Regions from separate parts of the Rattus norvegicus genome. Here region 2 is linked to region 1. Evidence: chromatin contacts called from public Hi-C data. All regions are on one chromosome and are shown on one strand. Each heading gives the region's core, a stretch centred on a gene start, on an enhancer-like site or on the middle of the called end of the contact. The rest is flanking DNA. Distances are from core to core; before and after follow the strand shown. Region 1 overlaps Wfikkn2 (WAP, follistatin/kazal, immunoglobulin, kunitz and netrin domain containing 2). Region 2 holds the start of Ankrd40 (ankyrin repeat domain 40).

Evidence for each region. A called contact is a pair of places that touch in the nucleus more often than the background predicts.
Region 2: a Hi-C map of Schwann cells shows a contact between it and region 1, with 6 times the contacts expected there. The contact joins the promoter of Ankrd40 here to the enhancer-like site in region 1.

What each region holds. Positions count from the first base shown.
Region 1 is chr10:79,676,973-79,683,393 of GRCr8, reverse strand. Wfikkn2 (WAP, follistatin/kazal, immunoglobulin, kunitz and netrin domain containing 2) reads left to right here. Exons shown (of 2, transcript NM_001398592.1): 2 at 1-935. Among named protein-coding and RNA genes, the nearest start is that of Wfikkn2, 8.4 kb to the left of the region's middle. Within about 2 kb of position 3,508, at least 48 of the 93 cell types and tissues checked have an H3K27ac peak or open chromatin away from gene starts, as enhancers often do. A contact at or near this core is called in Schwann cells, where this site is marked.
Region 2 is chr10:79,777,271-79,783,507 of GRCr8, reverse strand. Ankrd40 (ankyrin repeat domain 40) reads right to left here and starts at 4,542. Exons shown (of 5, transcript NM_001134699.1): 1 at 4,206-4,542. The coding sequence starts at 4,339. It overlaps LOC134480857 (a long non-coding RNA gene), which reads left to right and starts at 3,431. Exons shown (of 3, transcript XR_010055747.1): 1 at 3,431-4,015; 2 at 5,377-5,513.

The DNA.
Region 1 (6,421 bases), core at 2,259-4,758:
CCCAGTGTCAGCCTGGGGTCAGGAGGAGATACCATCTGCATTGTTAAATGGTTTAGCTTGTATAGGAGGTAATGTGGGGGGAGAAAAGAGAGGCCAAGGATCACTTAAGACAACTGCCCCACTGCCTCCTGCCCCCACCACATCGCTGTAGTCAGAGACCACCCACATAAAGGGTTGTGAGCAGTGGGAAGCCAGAGCATTCACCCTAGGCTATAACTTATCCTAATGAAGGCTGCGGGGACCGCTACTTTTGTTGGGGTCGGTTTGTGTCACCACACCAGGGGAATCCATGTTTTTTTTCCTGAGCTGCATCGGTTTCTTGGTTTACTTCTGTTCATTTCAGCCCAGTGGACCCTTCCTGGGTGCCAGGTGCTGGGACCATAGAGAGCTGATACCTCTCTACTGGGCGAGCTGGAAGGCAGTCCCCCACGCTCCCCCCAGGAGCCAGTGGGTGATTGACAGCGGTTAGGCATTTCCATCTGATGGGTCAGGTGCTTTCATATGCCATAGACTTCCTTGGAGAAGCCCAAAGATCTGTTTTGGTAGCAAGAGAAATAAAGAAGACAAAGGCAGGAGGGACAGGGGACAGCATCAGAGCGGAGGTGGGCCCAGGGAGCATGAATATTGCTCGATGCTGCCATCTGGTGGTGCATTTGGGCACCTGCAGGGGTCGGGAGGAAAGCTCTATCTGGGTGGGGCCTGGGAGGGGCCTCTTGGAGATGGCAGCTCTGAGATCACTTGTTTGTTCTGGTCCCAGCCACACAGGCACTGGAAAGAGGATTTGGAGCCCCTCTGTCATCACTGCATCTGCCCTGTTTCCTCCCCAGCCCTTCACTCTGCCCGCATTCCCCCAATGGAAGCACTGTGGGACGTCCTAATGTCTTCCTCAAATATACAGAGGACAAGACTAAATAAAAATTCATAGTGTCAACTGCTCCACATGTGTGGTCATTTTGGGAAGGCGAGGAAGGGACTGTGATCACGTCGTTGATTCTGGTGACCTCTTAGGAGGGAAGTCTGGCCAATGGCACTGTATTTGAGCCATGGAGGGACACGGTAGATTTTCAGGTCCCCTGTGAAATATGAGCTCCTCAACCACACTCTGAAGAATATGAAATAAGCAGAAGGGCTGGAGAGATGGCTCAGTGGTTAAGAGGCACTGACTGCTCTTCCAGAGGTCCTGGGTTCAAATCCCAGCAACCACATGGTGGCTCACAACCATCTGTAATGGGATCTGATGCCCTCTTCTGATGTGTCTGATGACAGCTACAGTGTACTCATATAGAATATATAAATATAAACAAACAAACAAACAAACAACAGGAGAAACCCCTACCGAGAAGGCAGGGTGACTTTTCCACACTCGTAGGCAAGAAGGGCTCAGACCCTGAAGTGTGGTCTAACTGCTCTGTGGGGGACAGTGGGGATCCGGGCCACAGACAAGGTCCTCCTGCCTCTGATACTGTGGAGTCTAAGTGTGAAGGTGGGAGGACAAGAGCCCCTCATACTCAGCTGTGAGTTGTAGGGACATGAGGAAGAGGCCTGCTCTCCAGTGTCCTCACAAGGCCAGTAGTAGTGCATTTGGCCCCAGGGAGACTGAATGGCTGTTCCCTAGGTCCAGTCAAATGTGTGGAACCCATAGCCTGTCTGACCCTCAACAGAGGCACCCCCTTTCTTGTAGTTTCATGGGGTTCTCAGGACCACACCCAAAGGAGGAATTCAAGCCAGGCCCAGCCTAGCCTAGAGTAGCCTCTTTAACCCATAGCAAAGGCCTGAGGAGTGGACGAGGAGCCTCTATTTCTTTTTTTTTTTCTTTCTTTCTTTTTTTCAGAGCTGGAGATCGAACCCAGGGCCTTGTGCTTGCTAGGCAAGTGCTCTACCACTGAGCTAAATCCCCAACCCCGGAGCCTCTATTTCTAAGAGAAGAGAGGGCAGGGGTGGGAAGGCCACGCCATCACTGAAGGGCACCAAGCAAGGAACTTAGCCAGCCAGACAACATGACTGATGGTCATTTCCCAACCTACTCAGGCATCCAGGGAGGCTGAGAACTGTCACCTCACTCTGTCCATAATGGCCTGTGGACATTGACTGAACCTGCTTCTAGGCCACAATGTCCAACCAAGTGCCCACTCTCCAGCCTCCAGCCTTACCTGCCACTTTAGTTTTCTTATACAAAGAAGAGTGTAAACCCCATGTTTAGGTCAGTTTGCTGTTCTGCTCCCCTGGTAGAGAGGGAGATTCAGGGGAGGTGGGCATTGCAGAAACTACCAAGCCCATGAGACCAGGGCTCACCAAGATCTGAATCCAACCTCCATCACTAACTGGCTGACTCTGACCATCTTCACACCTAGCTACACAAAGAGAAGTGAGAACACTGATGTCATGTCACTGGTTTGTCATTTTTGTGTGTCTACCAGCACACTCACATGCCCGTTCGCTCACACTTACACACACGCTCGTGTGTGTGAATGCAGGGACACTCATACCACACTGCATGTGTGGCTGTCGGAGGACAGCCTTAGGTGTCTGCCCTCCCTTTCCACCCGGGACTTGTTTACCCAACACAGCGGCTTGGAAGCTTACAGAGATTCTCCATCTCCCATCCCACCATAGGAACACTGGGATTACAGGTCCTCGCTGCCTTGCGCCTGGCTTCATGTGAGTTCTAGACATTCACACTGAGGTCCTCGTGCTTGTGAGGAAAGTGTTCACCACCGAGTCATCTCCTCTGCCCTGGATTTGTTGTTTTGTTCTAGACCGAGTCTCTTGCACTGATCTCAGCCTCACTCTGCAGCCCAGATCTATCTCAAACTCGTGATCCTCCTATTTCAGTCAGGATTGTTTCACGATGATGCGTAGGTAGTCCTAGCACTTAAAGCGATTTGGGATTCAACCCATTACCCTTGTAAGAACTACAGCCTGGCCTAGAGCAGTCCTTTTGCCCTCTGAAGTTCCCTGGGCAAAGATGGGCCCCAGGACCAAACGCTATACATCATTGTTCTAGACACTGGGCCTCAGCAGTCTTCTGATTATCACAAAGAACATCGAAGTAGGCCCCTTCCGTGGGCTGACTTGGGGCTCAGAAGCTTCAGGGCTCACTAGGGGCCGAGTGCTTGAGAAGCTATGGCCATCTCTGACCTGCTGTATGAGGCTGGTTTCTTTCTGACGAGCAGGTCAGGTTCTCATACTGGGCTAACCTGAGTTCCCAAAGCAGTGGCAGTCACCTGGCTCAGTCTGTTAGACATGCCCTCAATTCTGCTCCAGGACAGGAGGAAACCGAGGCCACCTGCAGCCAGGTCAGTCTCATGCTGTCCTGTTTGTGGAGGATCTCACCCCTTGCTACCTCAAGGCTATGTGGCTCTCCCTACCACTAGCCTGCTATCCAGGCCTTTTACTGTCTTCTAATCTATTCAGGCTTGGCTGACACTAGGTCAGAACTGTCCCCACCACCCCTAAACAAGGCACTGTGGCTTTATGTCCCCTCCTCCCTCCCTCCCTCTTCCTGAGCTCCCACCCTCCTAGGATACTTTGCTCCATTGTCTACCCAGCTGTTCACTAGTCTGATGTCACCCTCTGGACAGTGGCACCAGAAAGCTGCCCAAGTGCCACGACAAAACCTAACTAGGGAAAGGAGACAGTAGTAACACAAAGGCATGTGGCTGTTTCTTTCAGCCATGACCTCCAACTGCTCCATTATGCTAACACCGGACTGACACTTTATCAAGTGCCTTCTCCTGTGGTCCGCACTGAGACCCCATCAGGCACAGTGACATTTCCTACGTGAGGAAAAATAAGGCAAGCGTAATGAGAAATTCACTCAGCCATGGCCAAAGCACAGGGCTACAGTTCTAGCACTTGGGAGCCAGAGGCAGGAGGATTTCAAGTACAAGGCCAGACTACACAAAGAAAACTCCATCTCGAAAGCAAAGGTTAAACAAGAGAAAAATAAAGAAAGAAAAGGACTGGGGATATGCCTCCGTTCAAGCATGGACCCCCAGAACCCGTGTAAAAAGCTGGGTACAACCTGTAATCCCCTTGCTGGGGAGGTGAATTCAGGAGATGGGGGCCTTACCCAGCCAGCCAGCCTAACTGAATATGTGAGCTCCAGACTCAGTGAAAAATCCTGTTCTAAAAATGTAGGTGGAAAGAGATGGTTCAGTGAGTAAAAAGACTGGCTGCCAAACCTGACGACCCAAGCTCCATCCTTAGGGACTACACAGTAGAAAAGGAAAGCCTGTTCCCACAACTTGTACACACACACACACACACACACACACACACGAACTCACTCACGTGCCCGCACGGCCAATGAGGCATCCAACCCGATGCCTGACACCTCCACAGAATCCGGCTCCAGCTGGTCAGCCTCTGGTGCATCACCCAAGATATGTTTACCTCATGGACACGTGACGAGTTTCCATCACACACAACTGCAGTCATGGCCTAGATTCCTGAGCCAGACATCAGCCTCCTCATCCTTCAGGAGGCAGCTCCTTGGGGGAAGCCTTGCTGTCCCTGGCTACCTCAGTCTCTTCACGTCTCGAATGCCCCTAGGCGGGTGCTGACCCAAATCAGAGTAATGGCCAGGGGCTCCAGGAATACTGTGGCCCAGCTCGGAGCTCACAGGGTAGACGGCTGGATGAACACAGGATCTGGGAGGAGGGACCTGAGGGGGGCACTGCATTTTTTGACTACCATGTGCCAAGAATGGGTCCTCTGGGGCCTTTCTTTCTCCTCAGCCCCTCTCCTGTAGTTCCTCCTCCTCTTCTCATCCCACCAAGGAGCTAGGGCTTCTCCTCCTCTCCAGGGAATTTGTGAGTAATGCAGGCGGGTGGTGGCAGGGCTCCTGGGTCCTATTCTTGGCTGTGCCCTCATTCTGGAATGTGCTCTCTCAGACTGTCAGGAGGAAGCAAGAATAAGCTTCCAGGGTCATTACCTCCCAAGGAAGAGTGTGGGCAGGCAGGTGGACATACTGTCCAGCCCTCTCCCTCCCACATCTTAGGCTCTGAAGCCCCTTAGCATTTTTGCCTGAAGGTCAGGTTGGAGTCTCTCTGTTCACATCTCGAGTTAGCCACGGACGGAGAACCCTGACATCCAAATGTCTAACCGTAATGGTCACCTGTAACCTCTCTCCCACGAAGGGATGCAGGACTCTGTCTCAGCATGTACCAGCCCAAGATAGCCCAGAGATGGACCTCTTCCCAGCACATCACTGGTGCTGGGCTACCCCAACATACTGGTGTATCTTCCCCTTCTGAGTCTTAAGGAACCTTCAGAGCTCTCACAGGATGAGGTTGTCAACATCTTGACTTTTTTTTTTTTTTTTCTGGTTTATGGGAAGGGACCTATGCAGCTGTGTCTAACAGACAGCCGAGGATGGTGGCTGGAGGCTGACTTGTGTCCTTTGTATGTGACAGTCAGGATGCAAGGCCTGAGTGAGAGAAGCATCTACCAGAGAGAGGGGCAGATGCTTGTGTGCCAGCCACGCTGTGAGTTATGTCCTCCACACACGCTGTTCGTCCCTCACAGCTCTCGAAGGTCTGTCCGCATCGTCCACTTGACTAGACTCAGAAGCACCTAGGAGTCACAGCTCTGGGCCTGTCTTGGAAATCAGGGGATGTTCCCAGAGAGGTTTATCTAAAGAAAGACTCAGCCTGAATGACGGGTTGGCAATGTCCCATGACCTGGAATCCCAGAGTAATATGAAAAAGGGGAAAAGAAACCCTGGGGAGATGCTCAGTTGGCAGTGTTTGTCTTGCAAGTACGAGGACCTCAGTTTGACGCCCAGAACCACCCTCCCGACCCCCAGTGTGAATTCTGCTGTGGTGATAAAGCTCTCAATCCCAGCACCGAGGAGCTAGAGGCAGATGCATCTTTGGGGCATCCAGCCTGCTTGACGACTCCAAACCAGTAAGAGATTTACCTTCTGAAGACTAACATCTTAGTTCCATGTTGGCTTTCACATGTACATGACATCACACACACACACACACACACACACACACACACACACACACACACCACACAGAATTTATAAGGAGGAGAAAGCCACCTGGACGCCAGCATTCGTTTCTTTCTGCTTCTTCACTGTAGGTGCAGTACAACCGTCACCTTACCCTCCTGTCGCCACCATCATGCCATCTCTGCCATGATGAACTGTGTTCCTTCAAATCCTGAGGTGGGCTGAACCCTTTCTTCCTCAAGTTGCTCTAGTAGGTTTTTTTCTTTTCCCTCACAGCAAATGGGTAGCTAATGCCCAGCCCTCCTTAGGCTGACATTATTTTATGACTTTGCTGTTTGCAGACCCCACCCTAATCAGAAGGGAAAGATAAAATGCCTCTTGGATTCACTAACCCAAGGCCAGGCCGCTCAGAGGGTGAAGTAGTTGTTTAGTGGAGAATGAATAAAGAAAGTCTTCAGT
Region 2 (6,237 bases), core at 3,293-5,792, 99 kb before region 1:
ATGGACTGTTCCTTTACCACTGTATAGAAATTTAATCATCATCCCTCAAACATGCCAGCTCAACACAGGCATCCTCAGGTGCAAAGCAGAGTATATATTATGGAAGGAAAATCTTTCTTCCCATTATGAGCTCATGCACTCCTCATTCCTCTCACATTTAGAATGTCCTCATTCACCAACTCTCTAATTTAACCAAGACAAGCATCTCCAGAGCGTAACAGCCAAACCCAGATAAGATACTGAGCAAAGCAGAGGCTCAGAAGAGAGGCCGTGGACCTGGGAAGTGCAACCATCTGTCATGTTTATTTGATTCCAAGGAGAAGCTGATTTGCCTTATGTATCCTTACGTTGGTGACTTAGAGAATGTGAGCCTGAGTGACTAACCTATCAGAGTGACAGTCACACTAGCATTCACCATCCAGGTGCCTTAGAATACTCTTTGACAAAAATGACTGCCCATGTGGGAAAAACAGAGAAGAGGCTTTTAAAATTATTTTATGATGCTGCAACCCAGGGCCTCACATGCTAGGCAAGTGCTTGATCACTGAGCCACATCCCCAGCAGAGGGTAAACAGAAGGAAGTATCTATCTGACAATAAAGGTATGTATGTACGTATGCACCTGTGTATACGCGCGCGTGCGTGCGTGTGTGTGTGTGTGTGTGTGCGCATGCATATGCGTGTGGAACCAGAGACTGATGTCCTCAACATATGTTAGGCAAGCACCCTACCACTGAGGTACATCTCCAGCCCCACATGTTTATTTCTTATCCCTTAATTAGCAAACCTAGGATAAAATGGACATTGCTTGCCCTGAGGGGATCCAAACTTTCCTTGATTCTGAGCAAACGGTGGCTCAGAGTGTGTTTGTGTGTAGCTGTCTTTGTATGGTATAGGCTGGAAAAGTGAATAATTCTATTAAGTGAGCACTCAAAAACAAGTGGATCAGGCTGAGAAAAAAATATGCTCCCTTTTGGACAGAGGTTCTTACTGGAGAGTGAAAGAGTAATATGCTGTGAGTGGGCCAGACTCCGAGACAAACCAACTAGTTTAGAGTTCCACCATGTAAATGGGCTTAAGTGACTACAGCATGTCCTGGCTACCCCAGCAACCATCATTTGCAGACTAGAGTTGGGTGACTATAGGCCGCTCTAACTCAGAACCATTGCAGCCAGACAACATTTCCAACTTCTTCATAAACCATTCTACTCATTTCTAAAGCCAAAAGGGACACATGACACTTGGATGACAATTGATGTGGAAACTCTATTTTTGAACTTCAACTCTTTAAACTTTATATTTGCAGTCAGCATATCCCATTAGAGCTGGGAAGTATTTTAGACCAGAGGCTTTAGGCATCATTCATCAACTGGGTATCATTCATCATTGCTGAAACTGTGGTTACTGAGCAACCAAGAATTGAAAGCAGTTACCAGTCTACTTTTCAATGTTGAAAAGAGTTGTTTAGTTTTTTGTGTTTCTTTTTTCAGGGTAACTTTATATGTCTCCCAGCATGTTGCCTAATAATAAGAAAATAACAATAGCTAACACAACCATAATACTTTACACATTGGACATTGTTCTAAAGGCTGTGCTTGTTTAATCTTCAAAATATCCCCCTGAGGAGCTGGGTACAATGGGGTTTGCCTGTAGCCTCAGCTACTCAGTAGACTAGGGTAGGAAGAAGGTAACTTTGAGGACAAGGGTTAAGACCAGCCCAGGCAACACAGCAAGGCCAAGTCTAAGAAGAAAAAGGGGGTGGGGTCAGGCAAAGAAAAATCTACTATTGTCAATATTCACTCATTTTACAGTCAATGTAGCTGGGGTAATTAGCAAGCAAATTATATAGTGTGCTAGGTGGATATTAAGTTGTGTGACAATAAAGCAGAGTAAGAGATTAGGGACTGGCAGGGTTGGGAAGAGAGTTGCACAATTTTTAACTGACAGCCAAGGAAAAGCCTTAGCATAAAGCTAATATCTAAGCTAAGATCCAAATGGGGACAGAGAGCAAACCATGGGGTGTATAGGAGAAAAGCTTTCTAGACAAGAGGGAAGGCAAAGTACAAAAGTCTAGAACCCAGGGTGTGCTGTTGTTCCAGAAAAGCAAGGAGACCAGGGGAATGGGAAGAAGTGAACAAGGAAGCAGGTCTCAAGAGATGAGGCCCAAAGGTCAGGGAAAAGAATGCAAATTGGCTTCTTCTCAGAGTAATATGGGAGCCATTAGAGGACTTTGAGTGTGATAAGCCAACTGTTCCACAGTCGGGGCAAGGCTGTATGTAGTATAAGCAAGTAGACTAGTAAGGATGTTAGAGGGAGACTATGGAACTATCCTGCATCCCAAATGGTGCTGGCTTTGTATCACAGTGTGGTGCTTGTGAGTGGTAGCCAGATCCTATCTGAACACAGAGGCAGCAGAACTGGCTGACAGTATGTGGTTTGTGAAGGGAAGACAGGGACCAAGGACAGTGCCAAGCTTTACGGTCCGGTCATATAAGAGGGCGAGCTGAGAAGAACTGAAAGCATTAGGCCAAGAGCATAAAGTGGGATAAAGGGAATCTAGGAATTCACTCTTGGACTGGATTGATTGCAGTTGGAATTAAATCTATAGGAAGCCTCATCGGGTTACTTCAAAATCACCTGGCATCCACTGGGTATCTAGCACTTGGTGGGCACTGTGCCGAGGGCATCAGATGTTGGATTCACTTTTCAGCTCTAACAGACAAGTCAGGGCTAACATTCGCACGGAATTACTAAATCCCAAATTTAGTAACTTAGGAGCACTTGGAAAACTGGATGGTTTAATTTTCCTTGGGTCTCAGTTTCTTTATCTTTAAGATGGAGAAAGATAACAATGTCCCCAGATAGTCCTGAGGTAAGCCAAGTGTTTATAACCACATTTGTGCCATAGAGCAAGTTCAGTACATGGCAGCTACTTACTATCCCTCATCTCAATAAACACTAACAACACTTCTGAAATAACTGGGAAACGAAATGACTCAACCAAGACTTCACAGCAGGGCGGACAGGCAGACCCTGCAGCAGGACCAGGCTCAGTATTCTGTACAGCACTGCCCCCCAGTGCCAGAATAGAAATTCACAGCTATCGGATGCCAGGGAAGGCAAACACTACTACAAGTGTTTTTTGCCTGCAAACGCTTCAAAATAGACAAGAAATTAGTGTCCACTGTCTCCTAGCTGTGGACAGCTACCGAGCTAGTTTCTTTAGGGAAAGGACCCGGGTAGCTTTCTTAGGAAATAAGGAAACCTCATTTCTGACTCTGTTACCATACCGAAAATTGTGCAACCAGGGCAAGACACTCTCTGGGGTTCAAATGATCTCCTGCGCCCTTTCCATTTCAAAATGTATGACTCGATTTACAGGGGAGTGGGGTGGGAGGGTTAAAACTCACTTTAACTTTAAACTAGTAAACGAGGCTAGATAAGCATTACCTGGATTAAATAAAAAAAATGTAAAATGTCAAAAAGGGTTTTAAAAAACACGCACTCAGTAACTTGGAACCAAAGACATGAGACAGACCCCGGATTTAATTGGGAAGGAGGCAAATCTGCAGGCAGACATCTAAAGCCTTGGGTGAATTTCTCTATTGGAAATTGTACTAAGAAAACAAAACATTCTACAGGGCAAACAAATGAGTCTCCCCTCAACAGGCAGCTGTAGGCAACAGCCAATCACTGTGGTATTGAAACAACAGAGGCAAAATTATTATGCAAGTGGTGGGGGTTTTGTAGTTGTTTCTTTCCTCCTGGTCTTGGCTAAAGAAATCGTGCTGGTTTTAAGATTGGCATTTGCTGGGTTGCTTATGCTTTCATCTCTGCACGAAGTGTTCTTCAGAAGCGCCCATGGCAAAATAATTCAAGCTTGATGAAATCCAGAGCAGAGTCGCTGAGAATCAAAGCCTCTAGCATCACCATTTGGGCCAAGTTAGCCAGGGGGCGCGGGGGCTGGCGTGGGCTCCAGTGTCCCAGAGGGCGCTGGCCGCAGTGAACCACAGAAGGTATGTATTTGGGAAGGATGCGCTCCTAACTGCACGAGGCAATTGGGGGTAGGGCTAGTCTGGAAAGGGCACAACCTGCGAGGCCTGAGGTACCAGGCTTCACCTTAGCCTGCGTCCTGGGTCACGGCTGACTGCTCCACGCCCCGAGCTAGCAGCCCTGTACCCTAGGCCTCCCCCGCTCGCCACTTACCAGCCGTTGACCTCATTTTGGGAGTTCACATCCACCCCGCTCTCCACCAGTTTCTGCACCTCCCGAATGTCCCCCAAGGCCGCTGCCTCCCGCAGCCTCTCCTGCTGCTCCTTCTGCTCTAGGAGGGCGCTCATCTTCCCCAGGGCCCCGGGCCCCCGGCCGCCCCGCCCTGAGCCTGTCAGCGCCGCCGCCGCCTCCGCGGCCCGCTCCCGGCCATGGGGAGGGAGCGCCGGGCTCGCCCGCCCCACTCGCGCCTCCGCCCGCGCCCGGCCCGGGGCCTCGTGCTCCCTCCCGCCCACCGGCAGATCCCCAGCTGCTCGAGGCCCGCAGGCCCAGGCCTCCACCCCCGCCGCGCCTCCGAAGGCCGGCTCCGGGGGACCCTATTCAGTGTGACAACATTGACCCAGATACTTTTCGTTCCCACCCGCGGCCCCGCCGCCCCGGCCCGCTGTTTATGTAACCACTGCACTGGATTATCTGCTGTGATTCATTGGCTATTTTTAGACCTCCCACCCCACAGCTTCCAGCGAGGAGGACAGACACAGGAATAGTTGGGGGGGCGGAGGGACCCGACATGTTTGAGAGCCAGAAAAGCCGTATCCTCTGGAGCAGGCTGTTTAGTAGGCATTAAAAATAATTGGTGGGTTTCCACCCCCACTCCCCCAAGTTTGGTTAGCTCTTTTTCTATCTGAGTCAATTTTTACCCAGTAGGACGGGAAATGGGCTGAAAACGATCCCACTATAAAATATGCCCATTATTTGCAGAGATTAGATGACACTGTTCTTATTTTTGTCAGTGCTTGGGACCATTCAGCTAGAATTACTTCAGTTATTGTTTTATTTTTACCCCTTATCGTTTTTAGACAGAAATTCTTCCAACTTGGCTTTCATGAAAATTAACGTTGCTTCTGGTTTATAAAATGAAACTCATTATAGCTTTTAAATTATAATTATTCTCGGAGTCATGTAAGGAAAGACGACCGGGAGTGGGGGTGGGGTGCTTAGTCATCCGGGTCCTGATCCTGGGCACTGAGGGTAGAGCTATGGGGTGTTCATAAACAGCGGTGTGCAGTACTCCTTGCCTAATCTAGTTAATGATGTTCAGAGCCTTTGATGGCACTGTTCTACTACCCATTGGGAGAAACAGAAAATATTATTTTGCTGAGCCCAGGTGCCTTGGAGAGATCCCTGATGTGGCACTGGTGAGAACTTTGCAGATGGGGTGAGAAGATTAAGGGAAAACGCCCTGGGGAGGCAGAGAGGAGGGCCTGAACAAAGAGGAGATAAAACACCAAGGGATACATTTAGGTATGGAGTCTTTATTTGCATTTTTCGGGGCTGCCGAGGGCACACAGCATGCATTTGTCTTGTTACTGTTTAAGAAAAAGCAACGTCTGTTTATTAGCACACGGTAATTCACACAGCGCACACTGCACACCAGGAGTGATGAATAGCAACTGACTATAAACACTTAAATCTACCCCAGTGGCAAATTGGACCGCTGCTTGAGCTTATACTTTCGTTTGTTTCCCCAATTTAAATTTTAATTCTCAGATCCAGCATAGTACTCCATCTGAGGCTGATGTGAATGGCATTGAGACTCTATTAACACAATCTGAGGGACAATAAATAGCAATCTTTAAAGGGGGGGGCGGACAATTTACAAAGATCATAGTAGGCTGCTGTTAATAGCTTAATAGAAGAGTATTTACCCAAACAAAGTCCTGGGTTTCATCCTCCAAACTGTAAAAAACAAACAAACCATCAAAGTCAACAGCAGTACCCAAAATTTATGGTTTTTTTGTTTGTTAAATTTTCTTTCCTTAAAAGAATTCTATCTGGGCTGAAGAGATAAGCCAACAGTTAAGAGCACTTGTTGCCCTTGTAAAAGGCCCAGGATTTATTCTCAGCACCAGCATGGTGGCTCACAACCATCTGTAACTCTAGTTCCAGGAGATCTGATGCCCTCTTCGGACTGCTTCAGATTTAAGCACAAGCACACGCACGCGCAAACACCCTGGCAAAACACATG